Linked DNA regions of Pan troglodytes: region 1 is linked to region 2. Evidence: chromatin contacts called from public Hi-C data. All regions are on one chromosome and are shown on one strand. The core of a region is the stretch at or near the end of the contact, and the rest is flanking DNA. Distances in the headings are between cores, read along the strand shown. Region 1 holds the start of SP9 (Sp9 transcription factor). Region 2 has its middle 220 kb from the start of SP3.

Region 1 (7,458 bases), core at 3,092-5,591, 580 kb after region 2:
GCTGGAATTAGGACATTATAGAACAAATATTAAAGGAAAGCTTAACAGAAACTGTGGGAGAGTTCCTCAATTTTCAATTAATTTTCTCCATCCATTTGATCTCAACAACTGGTGCTTTAAAAAATATAAATATGTGTCAACTATAAAAGATTCCCTGCTAATCAAAGGCTGTATTTCATTTTCACCCACCACTGACAAGACACCAACCGTGGAAAGGATTCACCCGACTCAACAGGCACTATGGACCTTCCTGGGCTTCCTTCTCCCTTGTTCATGGCAGGCAACATTGGTACACAAGGGCAGCTTTTTCTTTTTTTAACTCAAGTTATTAATGTATCTCCGCAACTCCCACACCGTGCTGACCTGATAATCACTGCTCTAGTGAAGATCATGCAAATGAAAAGCATAATTAATTGCACAAATGATTTAAAAAGGAGCGCTGTGGCTTTGCAAATAAATAAAGGCAGTTGGGAGGACAGGTCAGATAAATGCTTTTTATAGGCTGGGCTCCCTTCACCCCCACCCCCGCCTCCTGGTCCCGGTGGTCCAGACTTTGACTGCAGCCAGCCTGGCCAAGGCGAGCACCTTCCGTTCCTCCTCCCCTAACGCCTCCCCTTCAACCTTATTCCGGAGTCCCCCTAACTCCACCTCACCCCACCCCAACCTCACCCCACCCCAGTGGTGTATACCCGCTGCTAGACTCTGTGCTAAGTCAAAGCTCCGGGGAGACTGGGCAGCCACCTAATATTTAACCAGCTACTACATATCCAGTTATTCAGAAAATAACTGGTCCTCCCAGTCGCCACTACGCTTCCTGCACATCAGGAAGAAGCATTTTATCTGTGGCTGTTGGACCTGTGAAGGAGGTCCAATCCTTCCGATTAGCGCTAATGACCGAATTGTTTCCCTGGCTTTGCCTGCTAAACAGAGCAACTTGAGCAGTTGCTCAGATCAAAGCTCCCGGGAGAGGCAAGATGGGAGAAACAATATTTGTTCAAAGGAAGTGAACTCTTCCCTTTAATTACCCTATTCTTCTTTATTAGGAATCGTATTGAATTTTTTTGCAAAAAAATTATGTTGATTTAACCATAGTGTATTTATGATGTAAATATATTCCAAGATGAAAACGTCACGGATCAATTGTAAAGGACCCGGATACATAATTTTAAAAAATCAGTTTCAGTGTATATGAGGTTCTCACCCCACTTTCGCTGCTCAGTCAGATTTGTTTATGCAGAATCGACATTTAATAGTGCTAATTGCACTCCAGTTAAATTGCCCTGATTGCAGAAAGGGAAGCAATTTTCGTGCTCTCTGTCTGGGTTTGGAAGAAATTGTTTTATATTCACCTCTTTATAAAGAAGTGGAGATAAGGCACCGGGGCCTTTGCACAAATTGCACTTAGGGGCTGACTGGCAGCATTCAGGCGCTATAATAGAGCATTATTTGGCCGTTTTGAATAATGTAAAGCGTTTGCTGAAAGCTATTCTCCTGAAAATTGCTTTAACTTTTAAAAGGGTGATGATTCACTCCAAACCAGGCCTTTGTTACATTGTCATTATTTCTCCAAATGTTTTAACAGTCAGCTCAACACTTTAGCATAACACATTGATCTTTGTTTAAAAACTAGATTTTTTTAGAGGATGAAAAAAATCTGTCAGACGAAAAAAATCTGGACTTCCTCCGAAAGATTTCCTTGGGGCCCCACCTTAGAGTTGAAGTGGCCCGGGTGTTTGCCTGCGTTCGTTTGGAAGATTTTTCTAACTTTTATTGTGATGCAGACGCGTATATCTAAAGGAATATGCGAGTGCCCACGTCTAGAGTCTGACAGCTGGAACTACGGGGAAAACGGCGGGAGGGGGAGGGGAGGGGATCCGAGGGGAGGAGGAGAAGAGGAAGGCGAGCAGGGCGCCGGAGCCCGAGGTGTCTGCGAGAACTGTTTTAAATGGTTGGCTTGAAAATGTCACTAGTGCTAAGTGGCTTTTCGGATTGTCTTATTTATTACTTTGTCAGCTTTCCTTAAGGAGAGGGTGTGTTGGGGGTGGGGGAGGAGGTGGACGGGGGAAACCTCTGCGTTTCTCCTCCCCGGCTGCACAGGGTGAGTCGGAAACGCCTCGCTGCCACTTAACAATCCCTCTATTAGTAAATCTACGCGGAGACTCTATGGGAAGCCGAGAACCAGTGTCTTCTTCCAGGGCAGAAGTCACCTGTTGGGAACGGCCCCCGGGTCCCCCTGCTGGGCTTTCCGGCTCTTCTAGGCGGCCTGATTTCTCCTCAGCCCTCCACCCAGCGTCCCTCAGGGACTTTTCACACCTCCCCACCCCCATTTCCACTACAGTCTCCCAGGGCACAGCACTTCATTGACAGCCACACGAGCCTTCTCGTTCTCTTCTCCTCTGTCCCTTCTCTTTCTCTGTCATAATTTCCTTGGTGCTTTCGCCACCTTAAACAAAAAAGAGAAAAAAATAAAATAAAAAAAAAACCATTCTGAGCCAAAGTATTTTAAGATGAATCCAAGAAAGCGACCCACATAGCCCTCCCCACCCACGGAGTGCGCCAAGACGCACCCAGGCTCCATCACAGGGCCGATAGCAGCGCCACTCTGGTCGTACTTTTGGGTCAAGAGATCTTGCAAAAGAGGAGAGAAAACACGGGAGGCACAGTTCCACATCCTTGTCACTTGCACCGGCTCCGCGACAACTCGTCGTTTGCACCCGAGGGTTTGGGGTTGGTAGTTTAATTTTTTTTTTTTTCTAAGAAGCAGGGTGTGGGTTTAGTGGGGAGTGTGCTATATTAAAACCAGTGCCCAGGTCTGCCCGAGGGCGATGGTATTTCTGGTTCAAAAACAGCTTCTGGCTACCCTAGAGAAGAAAGAGAAAGCGGGGCCCAGAAAGAGAAAAACAAGCAGGTCAGCGGTTGCTGGGGGACTCGAAGACGCACCCTGGTCTGTTTGAGGACCCCTCTTTTCACACTGACAAGGTCCAGGGAGGACTTCAGGATGCTTCCAGCCTGCAAAATGTGGAAGCGCCCACGTGTGGCCTGGTCCTCCGCCCTCCCGGGTGAAAGTCCTGGAGAGATTTCTCGGGCGCGTCCGTGAAAGCAGGGCACTAATGGGGAGCCTACCTCTTAAAACAGCGCACTTGCCCTACGGACGAGCCTCTAGGCCCTGGTGGTCTGGAATGGGAGTGGGTTGGAGCTGGGACAAGAAAACTCCACTCCAGGATGAAACGCGACATGCAAATCTTCACCGGGTTAAACAAACAGCCGAGCAAGCTGCAGCTTCAGCGGAGGTGGAGGTGGGGGCGGACGCCGCTCGCGCCGGTCTCTGTTTCCAAAGTTGTTACAGTGAGAAAATAAGCGGCTTCGTGCAGCGTGTTGTATGGGCTGATGCCTCCCACCCCCATGCCAGCCCCCAGCAAAACCCGGCAGATAATCAGCACATCCCACTGTTTAGTCATATTTGACAACTGGGTTAACCTGGTATCTAAGCGCTGGCGAAACCGTACAAAGGGTGCCCTCAATTACCACCAGAAGCCTCTAGCGTGAGTGGCACTTGTATTACCCCCCGGGTCAGAGGCCAGAGCGACAATTAGGAAGTCACTTACACCGCTGGGGGGAAATGGCGGGATGCAGCAGGCTCCAGGCCCTCCCAACAAATCTGTGGATGTAGATCTGTACAGAGAGGCCTATTTCGCTCCTCTCGGAGGAGCTGTCCCTTCGCGCCCCCTCCCCAGTATAACTGTGAGAGTGAAATTGAATCTAGTGGAATAAGGAATTGGGTAGAAGACACACGAAAATGATAAAAATCACAAGCAAGAATGATAGATACAAGCTGAAGTTGTGTTCTGTAGGCAAAAGCCTGGACACACAAAGTGAGGGCTGACATTTCCGTCTCCACTTGGGCCCTGCTGGTGCGGGCTGTGTCTGGGTGTCTCCTCCCCTCCTGCCTCCTTTCCTACAAGTGGGGAGTCGAGTAGCACTGTCAGCCCTAACTTGCAACATCTCGGGGTGGTTTGTGTGTGGGGGGGTGCTTGTGGCTCGGTTTCATTGGTACTTAAACCTGGCTTGGTGCGTGAGTGTAAATTTTTAATTGCACTGTAATTTCTTCAGCCCCCAGCCCGCCCTCGCCCCCCGCCCCCCCGCAAGTATCCCCCACTACTCCCCCCCACCCCCGCGGCCCTAGCTAGCCGACTTGACTGGCACGCGCCGGGAGCCCGGGCTCGGGCCCCTCGGAGCGTCTGATTGGCTGCGGGGCAGCTCCCGTCTGCTCTGCCTGCGCCCTCATTGGGCGAGAGGCGCAGCCAGCGGCACTTCAAAGCGGGTGCTCCTCGCACTTAGGCTGAGTTTAGCCGGCGGGAGCCTGGAGTCCGCTCGGCACGAGCGCGGGGACGCGGGAGCCGCGCGGGAGCCAAGCAGTTTTTCCGAGCAGCCGCCAGGCTCAGCCCCGCTCCCAGCCTCGCTGCGCAGCCAGAGACCTGCTATGGCCACGTCTATACTCGGGGTAAGTCGCAAGCGCGGCAACGCATTTGCTTGTTTTAACCGGAGTAATTTTTCGTTATGGCTTCTGGGGTCTGCGGCTCCGGAGAAACTGTTGCTGCTAGACTGCAGCTTCAGCTTCTATTAGCACTTTCCACATTTCTGGGACTGATTTTTCCCCAAGTTTTTGGAACCCAGCAAGATGCCTTTGCAAGAAAAGGCCTTCTTAATCAAGTCCTTTTTCATTTGGTTTCAAAAAAAAGCTAGAGGTTTCTTTTCTTCCCCTCGTGATTTATACCCCATCCCCCGCCTTGCTTTGGGGATTTTGTTGCAATTATGCGACAGTGGTGTTTCCAGAAAACAGTCTTAATCGTTTTGCAGTCCATCTAGTCACGCTAATAAACATTTACATTTCCGCGGCTCCCCAATTCGCCCATGACTTTGAAATCTGTCTCTGGCCGCTTATCCTCGGATTATTGTTTTCATAATCGCTGTTTTTGTGTGTATGTAAACTTTAAAACCAAACGTTTTCTATTAAAAAAGAAAAGTCAAGTCGTAGCCACCCTGGGAGTGCTGCAAGTTTCGCCCGTCCCTGGCTGCTGTTTCGGCCGCCTCCGCCCTCACCCGGTGTTTGTTGTCTCTGGTCTCTGTGTTTACCTTCGCGCTTCACCCCGAAGGGCGACTTGGGGTCTTCTGGGAGAGGAGCCGGTTTACGGCGACAACCCAAGTCCGGTTGTAGGCAGGGTTGCAGCGGGGAACACGGAGGCATCTTTGATTTATAGCCTCAGCGAAGTGCAACTTTCCGGCGCCTGGACCTTCGCCCCGGTGATCGCCCCTGCTCCGCGCCCGGTGCGGCGACTCCTCCGCGGGCGCGTGGGGAGGAGGCGCGAGGCGGGGAGCCAGGACCCCCCGGGAGCAGCCGCAGGGGACGAGGCTGCTCACGGGTGCACTTTGTTTCTTCCCCCACTTCCTCTTGCCCTCCTCCTTCTTGCTCCCTCCCCCATCCCACCCACTCTAGGAAGAGCCGCGCTTCGGAACGACCCCGTTGGCCATGCTGGCGGCGACCTGCAACAAGATCGGCAACACGAGCCCGCTGACGACGCTGCCAGAGTCGAGCGCCTTCGCCAAAGGCGGCTTTCACCCCTGGAAGCGCTCCTCGTCCAGCTGCAACCTCGGCTCCAGCCTCTCGGGCTTCGCGGTGGCCACCGGGGGCCGTGGCTCGGGCGGCCTGGCGGGCGGCTCGGGCGCCGCCAACAGCGCCTTCTGCCTGGCCTCCACGTCGCCCACGTCGTCCGCCTTCAGCAGCGACTACGGCGGCCTCTTCTCCAACTCGGCGGCTGCCGCGGCGGCAGCGGCCGGGGTGTCCCCGCAGGAGGCGGGTGGCCAGTCGGCCTTCATTTCCAAGGTGCACACGACGGCAGCCGACGGCCTGTACCCGCGCGTGGGCATGGCGCACCCGTACGAGTCCTGGTACAAGTCGGGCTTCCATTCGACGCTGGCGGCCGGCGAGGTGACCAACGGCGCGGCGTCGTCGTGGTGGGACGTGCACAGCAGCCCGGGCTCGTGGCTGGAAGTGCAGAACCCCACTGGGGGGCTCCAGAGCTCGCTGCACTCGGGCGCCCCCCAGGCCTCGCTGCACTCGCAGCTGGGCACCTACAACCCCGACTTCAGCTCGCTCACGCACTCGGCCTTCAGCTCCACGGGCCTCGGCTCCTCCGCCGCCGCCGCCTCCCACCTGCTCTCCACCAGCCAGCACCTGCTGGCCCAGGACGGCTTCAAGCCGGTGTTGCCCTCCTATTCGGACTCCAGCGCCGCCGTGGCAGCCGCCGCCGCCAGCGCCATGATATCGGGCGCCGCGGCTGCCGCCGCCGGGGGGAGCTCGGCACGCTCTGCCCGCCGCTACTCGGGCCGCGCCACCTGCGACTGCCCCAACTGCCAGGAGGCGGAGCGGCTGGGCCCGGCCGGGGCGAGCCTGCGGCGCAAGGGCCTGCACAGCTGCCACATTCCGGGCTGCGGCAAGGTGTACGGGAAGACGTCGCACCTGAAGGCGCACCTGCGCTGGCACACGGGCGAGCGGCCCTTCGTGTGCAACTGGCTCTTCTGCGGCAAGCGCTTCACGCGCTCGGACGAGCTGCAGCGGCATCTGCGGACTCACACGGGCGAGAAGCGCTTCGCCTGTCCGGTGTGCAACAAGCGCTTCATGCGCAGCGACCACCTGAGCAAACACATTAAGACGCACAACGGGGGCGGCGGGGGCAAAAAGGGCAGCGACAGTGACACGGACGCCAGCAACCTGGAGACGCCCCGTTCCGAATCCCCCGACCTCATCCTGCATGACTCCGGCGTCAGTGCCGCCCGGGCGGCGGCAGCGGCGGCGGCGGCAGCGGCGGCGGCGGCCTCCGCGGGAGGCAAGGAAGCAGCGTCTGGCCCCAACGACTCTTAGAGGCCGGGCGAGAGGCGCGAGCACACAAGCGAGTAGAGACACCGAGAACGAACGAGAGGTTCGGAGGGCGAGCGAGCGGGGGGCGGGAGGGCAGGGGCTTCAGTGACGCCCCCAGGGCCCGGGCTGGGCGCGAGGTGGAGCCGCTCAGGGCTCCCGGGCTGCGGTTCGCCCGCTGTGCGAGGAGCTCCCCTCTGCCTTCCGCGCCCGGATAACAATCGAACGCGTGGTCCGGAAACAAAAGCGAACCATCCTCCGACACAAACACTTTAAAAACTGTACTCCCAGACGTACACATACACCGGAGACCTACAACCACAAGCACGCACACTCGCGCGCGCACACACATACCACTCGCCCAAACTTCTCGAGCGAAGAGCAATACATAGAAAGGCTCCCTCTTTGCCCACTCTCCACCTCCCTCCAACACCCGTCTCTTTCCTTTTCTCAAAAACAAGCCACCACCCAGCAAAGGACTGTCAGAACATTTGAAAACAAACGGGACCGATAAAAACACCCTTTGTTTGGATTATATTATATAT
Region 2 (7,007 bases), core at 4,172-6,671:
GAACCCCGTTAATATAGTCACTTCCAAAACAGGCAAGAAGGCCACCACCCACAAGCTAGAGAGAGGGCCCTCACCAGAACCCAACCGTGTTGGCATCCTGATCTGACTTTCAGCCTCTACGCTGTGTTCTGCTGTGTAAGCCACCAGGTCCATGATTTTTTTTTTTTTTTCTGGCAGCCTGAGCTGACTAATACAAGTGGCTTTGATGGAATTCTCCCTAAAATCCTTTCCAGCTCCAAATTCTTTGAACCTATGTGTAATTCATAAATGTCTTCTTGTGTTGGTGTGGGCGGTAGATGGGTAGGGGTGAGTGAAATTGTTAAAAGTTAGATAATTTTTAAAAATGACATAACGATAACCTATCAAAACTCTCAAAGGTGGCAAAGCCCTGTTCTGAGACTTATCAGATGCAACTTCTACCTTAACTCCTTCAAATATGAGTTCTCACTATTAGAATTTTCTGATTGGCCAACCTTTCGATGCTTTGGTGGCCCCTTACCTAAATGCACACTATTGATAAACCAAACAAACAAACAAAAATACTGCTTCTTGGTAAGGTATAAAATATAAACGTAAATTTTCTCAAATCTGTGTAAGTTACAGTTTCAATTAGGTAAGCTATCAAGATTGTCAAGGTTAGTGATGGGCCACTAGAGTCCTGTGTTAGCTTGGATGATAAAACTAGAGTGGGCCAGGCCCGGTGGCTCACACCTGTAATCCCAACACTTTGGAAAGCCAAGGTGGACAGATCACTTGAGGCCAGGAGTTTGAGACCAACCTGGCCAACATGGTGAAACCCCGTCTCTACAAAAAATGCAACAATTAGCCAGGCGTAGTGACACATGACTGCAATCCCAGCTACTTGGGAGGCTGAGGAAGGAGAATAGCTTGAACCTGGGAGGTGGAGGCTGCAGTAAGCCCAGATGGCGCCACTGCTCTTCAGCCTGGGCAACAGAGAGAGTGACTCTGTTTCAGAAAAAAAAAAAAAAAAAAAAATCTTAAAAAAGACACCTAGAAGTGGATCACTTTGACTTCAAGAGATGGTGACTGATCTCGATGTGTTTCCATGCTAGGGCTGCTTCCTCATCTGTTCTGGAAGTTTTCCTTGTCCTCTCCCCTTCACCCCACACTATCTGCAGACCAACACGCATGCACCCTCCAGCACACCCTCAAACTACTCACACACTAAAGTGTCTGCAATCTATAGAGACAAAAAGCAGATTGTGATTACTTAGGGTTGAGGGAAGGGGGCAGGGAATTTGGAATGATAGCTTAAGGATAAAGAATTAGCTGACAAAACCATAGGGTGTCTTTTTGACGTGCGTGATAAAAATGTTCTAAAATTGACTATGATGATAATTGCACCTATCTGTGAAATCTGTGAATATACTAAAAACCATTGAATTGTAGGCTTTAAATGAGTGAATTGTGTAATATGTGAATTATATCTTAATAAAACTAAGTGAAGCCTGAATGTCCACTTTTGAGGACAGCGGACGAAACACAGGGGAGGGTATGACAGGAGTAACAGAGCTAAAGCCCTGCCTCGTGGGCTGCACTTGACAGTAAGGAAATGAAGCGCCATAGCTGGAGATCCTATGTTAGTTTCCCATAAGCCACCCTCTTTGGAGGGTCAAGTCACAGCATATAGGATCAGGAAAGGTTCTTTTACCTTACGCACAGTCAAACCCTCCCCCAGACAACGGAGTGCTGTGTCAAAGCCTCGCTCAGAATGGATTTGAGTAGCATAAAGGATCCGTATAGGTGAAGGTGGAAGAGTGAATCAAGTCTTAGAATCCCGGTGGTGTGAAGCAGGCTCCAGGGCCCTGGGCTCGCCTCTCCCATCAGGAATACATTAGCATGCAGATCTGGCAGAACGGTTTCCCCTAGTCCTTGCAACACACCTCCTGCCTGATTCCTATCCAAAATTCTAATTAATAGGAATCCATATTTTCACACAGCTCTGGCAGTTTAAATATGCAAGTGCCTATTCAATGCTCCGAAGACCCCAAGCACCCTTTCAGAGCACATGGCTCTATACAAGGGCTCCCGTGTCTGAAATGCAGACGGCGCCTCGCTGTCACCATCCTAACAGTGTGGCAGCTGCGCTTCCCAAAGCCAGCAAAGTGGGTCCTGTGTGTGCATGGAAGACATGCCTCAGCCACCATCCACCATCTGCCTGGTTGGTGGGTGCACAGCCTCAGCGTAGAGAGACAGCTGCCCCTGACAATGGGGAAAACAGCAGCACTTCCTCGGCTCCTTTAGCAACAAGAAAAAAAAAATGTCTGCAGGAAGAATATGTAAAATTACTGCAAATTTCAGATGCAACTGCTATTATGTCTCCTCACAGCTAAATGATCACACGCAGTAGGATGAGGTCTGTTTAGCAACTGTAACAATTAGGCACATTTATATAGAATAAGGCACTAACAAGGCTAAAAGACTATTGTCCTGGACAAAGGGTTCCTCTCATAGGCTCTGCCATCATAAATGATACCTTTAAAAAAGCCTCTTCCTAAAGACTTCTTTTAAGTAAAATGACGATCACTAATTACTTTGTTGTGAGCACAAATAAGAATTACTTTCTTCAAAAATTCTAACTAAATAAATTACTCCAGTCAAAAAGATGTACTCAATTAATTCTTTATTAAGGGCGTTGTAAAATCTAAGTGATTGTTCCAGAGAAGTTAGGCAGTGCCAGGAAAATATTTATCACTTAGCTTAGTAATTATTTACTTAGAAAAAGTTCAAAAAAGGCCGGGCGCAGTGGCTCACACCTGTAATCCCAGCACTTTGGGAGACCAAGGTGGGCGGATCACGAGGTCAGGAGTTCGAGACCAGCCAGGCCAACATGGTGAAACCCTGCCTCTACTAAAAATACAAAAATTTAGCAAAAATTTAGCCGGGCATGGTGGGTGCCTGTAATCCCGGCTACTCAAGAGGCTGAGGCAGGAGAATTGCTTGAACCCAGGAGGTGGAGGTTGCAGTGATCTTAGATCAAGCCATTGCACTCCAGCCCAGGCGACAGTGGGAGACTCTGTCAAAAAAAAAAAAAAAAAGAAAAGAAAAGAAAAGAAAAAAGAAAAAGTTCTAAAAGTTAAAAAAAAAAAACTCCAGGCTGGAGCAAGCTGGCAGCCTCTGCCAAGGCAGGCATTCATCTTTTGCCTGTTGGGTTGGGGGCTACCTGGAGGGTCTCAGGGAGTGGCCTGAGGGGGCCACACGGGGGCCTTGGGGGAAGGACTTGCTTCTGACAGGTGAGCAAATATTTCAGTATTGTAACTAGCATAGCTATGCCAGTGTATATGCCAGATGAACGAGGGGCCTAAATAGATAGGTCACATTTGGCTGTTTCATTAAAGATCCCCCGATGTCCTCCACATTCTTAGGCATGAGATCATGGGTTCCCCGGAACACAGACTACTGGGGGCTTTGCCCACTGGAGAGATTACTGAAGAAACTAAATGCACACATAAGCCACTTTCCTTAGATATGTTATCTGAGCAAACATAAAACAATCTTAAAAATCATAATATACTCTACAGATTCTTGACTCTCCAGCTAGCACTGAATAAATGTTCATTTTTTCAGCCTAATTGTTTTCAGACCACTAACTAGAATTACAGCATGAAAAGGCCGCTGTCATGTTCAGTATACATTTTTAATAGACATCTTTAAACATTTAGACAAAATATTATTTTTAAATGGCAATTCTTTAACTGGTAAATGTAATTATCTAACTTTATAAAGAAAAAAAAACCTGACAATCAAAATATTCTGTCACTGCTTTACCGAAACACCTAAAATATCTTTTCAGCAAATGAAATGATTCTTTATTTTACGCTTTTAAAAATGCATTAGAATAATTGCTCTGCAACAAATCACCCTCTCTGCTCCGAGCTTGGCTGCCACATTCCTCTCATGTCCATCAATTGTGCACATTGTCATGATACCCTGATGATCACCAGGGGTGAGTCCCCCTAACAGTATGTTTATAAGAGTATTCAGTTGAGCAATCTGCAAAATAATTGTATTTCAATGGAGATATTATACTGTGAAAAAAATCTATTACATGTCAAGTGCCAGATGAAGCAGTTATAGAACCAAGACACATTTATTGGTGCTGTTAATCAACGCAAATAACTTTGCAAGCTGATCATTCCATTGTTTTCTTGTGATTTTAATTTGCTTCTTTAATAACAGAAATATACTTTTCAACTAACAGTCATCACTTGACTTCTGAATGAACAAAACACTAGATTTTTTTTTAATATTCTGGGTCATATCTCTGTATGATTGGAATCTGTTTTCCCAAAGTCCTAGGGCAAAAAAAAAAAGTACAGAAGGTAGTGTCCTTACAAAGGTTGTCCAGAAGTCCACATTTTCCTTAAGTCCAAAGAGAGACTAAGGGACCCTTAACCCCATCTACTGGTGGCAGAAGAGTTGAGGAATTTTTGCTCCAGTGCATTTTATGTGTTCCTCTGTAAAGTTTAATGTTCAAGCAGGTTCTTTGCAGCCTTTGTATTAAATACAACGTGCTTTCTTTCAGCATGTGGGTCATCACCACCACAATGGAGGGTGCTGTAAACTACCTTTCGGGACTAAATTTCAAAACGTACATTTGTATTTCCAGAAAATGTTGAGTATATAAAGCAATCACTCTTTTAAACCTGAACACGTAATAGAAAGCCATAGACTTTCACCGTGACTTGCGATGACCTTGGCAAACCTGACTATGAGCTCTTTGACCTACAATATTGATGAATTCCTCAGGAGAACAATAGCTCACATTTCCTGAAGGCTGAGTGTGTGCCGGCTTCTGCTTTAAGTGCTCTATAAGCATTCACTCCCATCATATAACAATCCTTTGAGATAAGTCCTATGGTTATCCCAATTTCCTGATGAGGAAACTAAGACGACAGAGATTACGACAACTTGCCCAGTCACCCGAACAATTTCCTGAGGTGTCCCCGCTAGATGCTCAACAGTTGTTTGCTGACAGCAACAAACCTGCTTAAGAGAATCTTCTTGTACCAAAAAAAAAAAAACAAAAAACATTTTAAGGTCTTGTCCATGTCTCCACTGCCCACCCAATCTGAATGATGGTTAAAGTCACTTGCTTGGGAAAGTCCAGCATATCATGAAGTTATAGGGAGCTGGAGCTCCCGGGGTCTCTGGGCATCCTTTGTTCTATAGCTCAACAAGCCCTAGCCCTCGGGAAAGTTTTGAATAGCATCCCTTCCTCTTTCTGCCTTTAATCTTATTTGCAGAAAAAATCCATTTGAAATCCCATCCAAACCTCACAGTAGGATTTCCCTTTTAAATATCTGCCTGCCTGTTTTCCAAGCAGGAAGTGTGGCTAATCACAACATTGTGATTGGAAGAGCCCATAGAGGGCTCTCAGCGCCTGTGCTTAGCTCTGGTTACATTCCGCGTTCCTTGAGGCTCAAGCAAGTGAGGTCTGCCACCAGGAGGGTGCTTCATCTCCACTGTGCCCCCAAACCTGGCCCCGCAGGGCATAGAGAGGAAAGAGGGGTGTCCTGGCTCTGGCCACCCCAGGTTACAGCCTCGGACTCCGCCGTTAGCCATACCCTCTCCACCTCCTGCTCCCAGCCTGCAGCCACGCAGCTCTGCCCACTCATTATCATTAAGCCTGAGCCATCTGAAAGGGACTAATTATCACAGCCCCAGCCCACAGTGCAGTGCAGATCTTGGAAAGGACAGTGCTGACAAGAAGCCTTTCCAGAACAAAGAAAGTCAAACAGATGCTAGACCCCGAGGAACAGCCACCTTATGAGTGGTAGAGGGGTGTGTGTGTGTGTACATGTGTGAGAGAGTGTGTGTATGTGACAGAAAGAACAGGTGTGAGTGTGTCTGTGAGAGACCATGTGTGAGAGTGTGTATGTGTGAGTGTGAATAGTGTGCGAGAACATGTGTGAGGGGGGTGTGTGTGAGACAGAACTTGTGTGAGTGTGTGTGTGAGAGAGTGTGAGTGTGTGTGAGAAAACGTGTGAAAGTGTGTGTGAGTGTGAGAAAGCATGTGTGCATGTGTAAGACAGGCAGCGGGTATGTGTATGTACACACACCGTGCACAGTATGTGAGCCTGTGGATGCATTAAGTCTGGAGAGGAGGAGGTTTTTTGCTGGAGAAATCATTGAAGTTTAGATCAGGAAGTGTCTTGGATCTCAAGAACTGTCTCAGGATCCCAAGAGTTGTGTCTCTTTATAACTATAATATTGAGCACTGATTATGTGCCAGACTGTAGAAAGTATTTCACATGAATCCCAGCATACACCCTATGAACTATGTATACTATTATCTCCACTTTACAGATGAGGAAACAGAGACTCAGAGAGGTTAGGTCATTTCCTCAGTGTCACACAGCTAATAAATGATGGAGCTAAGGGTTGAATCGAGCAGTCTGATGACAGAGTAGTGCTCTAAACGCAATGTTAATGCTTCATCTTATTCCTAATATTAAAGATGCTGGGTGCACTAATTACCACCATTTTCACCCCTGGATCCGAATATTCACACCCATTTTCACAACAGCACAGGGTCTGGGCCAGAGGTTCTTAGATGTTGGTGAACATAAAACCACTTGGGGAGCTTGTTGGAACACAGAGTCTCGGCTACATCTCGGTGATTCTGATTCCTTTTGTCTGAGGACCTAGGAATGTGCGTCTTCGACAAGCATTCCAGCCTGCAGTGAACTGCAGTGCTGAGATCACAGAGGTGTCTCTATCCTTGTTGAACACAACATCTCCCCGCCTCACCATTTCCAGCACTCTCTTGCTAGGGTCAGTGATGTGAAAGCACAAGACCAAAGCGGAGAGGTTGTCTTTTCCTCCAAGAAATTTGTTTTTACGATCCTAAAATTGAGGGAAAAAATAATCTATTTCATAGACTCCCTAAATATACCAAAAATAAAAAGCGAGCCAATTTATTTCAAGAGACTTTAAGTTCTGTGAGAGCAGGCATGGTGCCTGGCACTTACTAGCCATGCAAT

What was found. A called contact is a pair of places that touch in the nucleus more often than the background predicts.
Region 1: a contact with region 2 is called in a Hi-C map of induced pluripotent stem cells, with 1.8 times the contacts expected there. The contact joins the promoter of SP9 here to the enhancer-like site in region 2. A contact is called at or near these places in 3 of 7 Hi-C or Micro-C datasets (blood, induced pluripotent stem cells and stem cell-derived neural progenitor cells).

What each region holds. Positions count from the first base shown.
Region 1 is chr13:76,370,480-76,377,937 of NHGRI_mPanTro3-v2.0_pri, forward strand. It overlaps SP9 (Sp9 transcription factor), which reads left to right and starts at 4,342. Exons shown (of 2, transcript XM_016950060.4): 1 at 4,342-4,501; 2 at 5,495-7,458. The coding sequence starts at 4,481. The coding sequence ends at 6,919. It overlaps LOC100609402 (a long non-coding RNA gene), which reads left to right. Exons shown (of 3, transcript XR_010149797.1): 3 at 1-51.
Region 2 is chr13:75,785,465-75,792,471 of NHGRI_mPanTro3-v2.0_pri, forward strand. No RefSeq gene overlaps it. Among named protein-coding and RNA genes, the nearest start is that of SP3, 220 kb to the right of the region's middle. Within about 2 kb of position 5,422, at least 4 of the 24 cell types and tissues checked have an H3K27ac peak or open chromatin away from gene starts, as enhancers often do. A contact at or near this core is called in induced pluripotent stem cells, where this site is marked.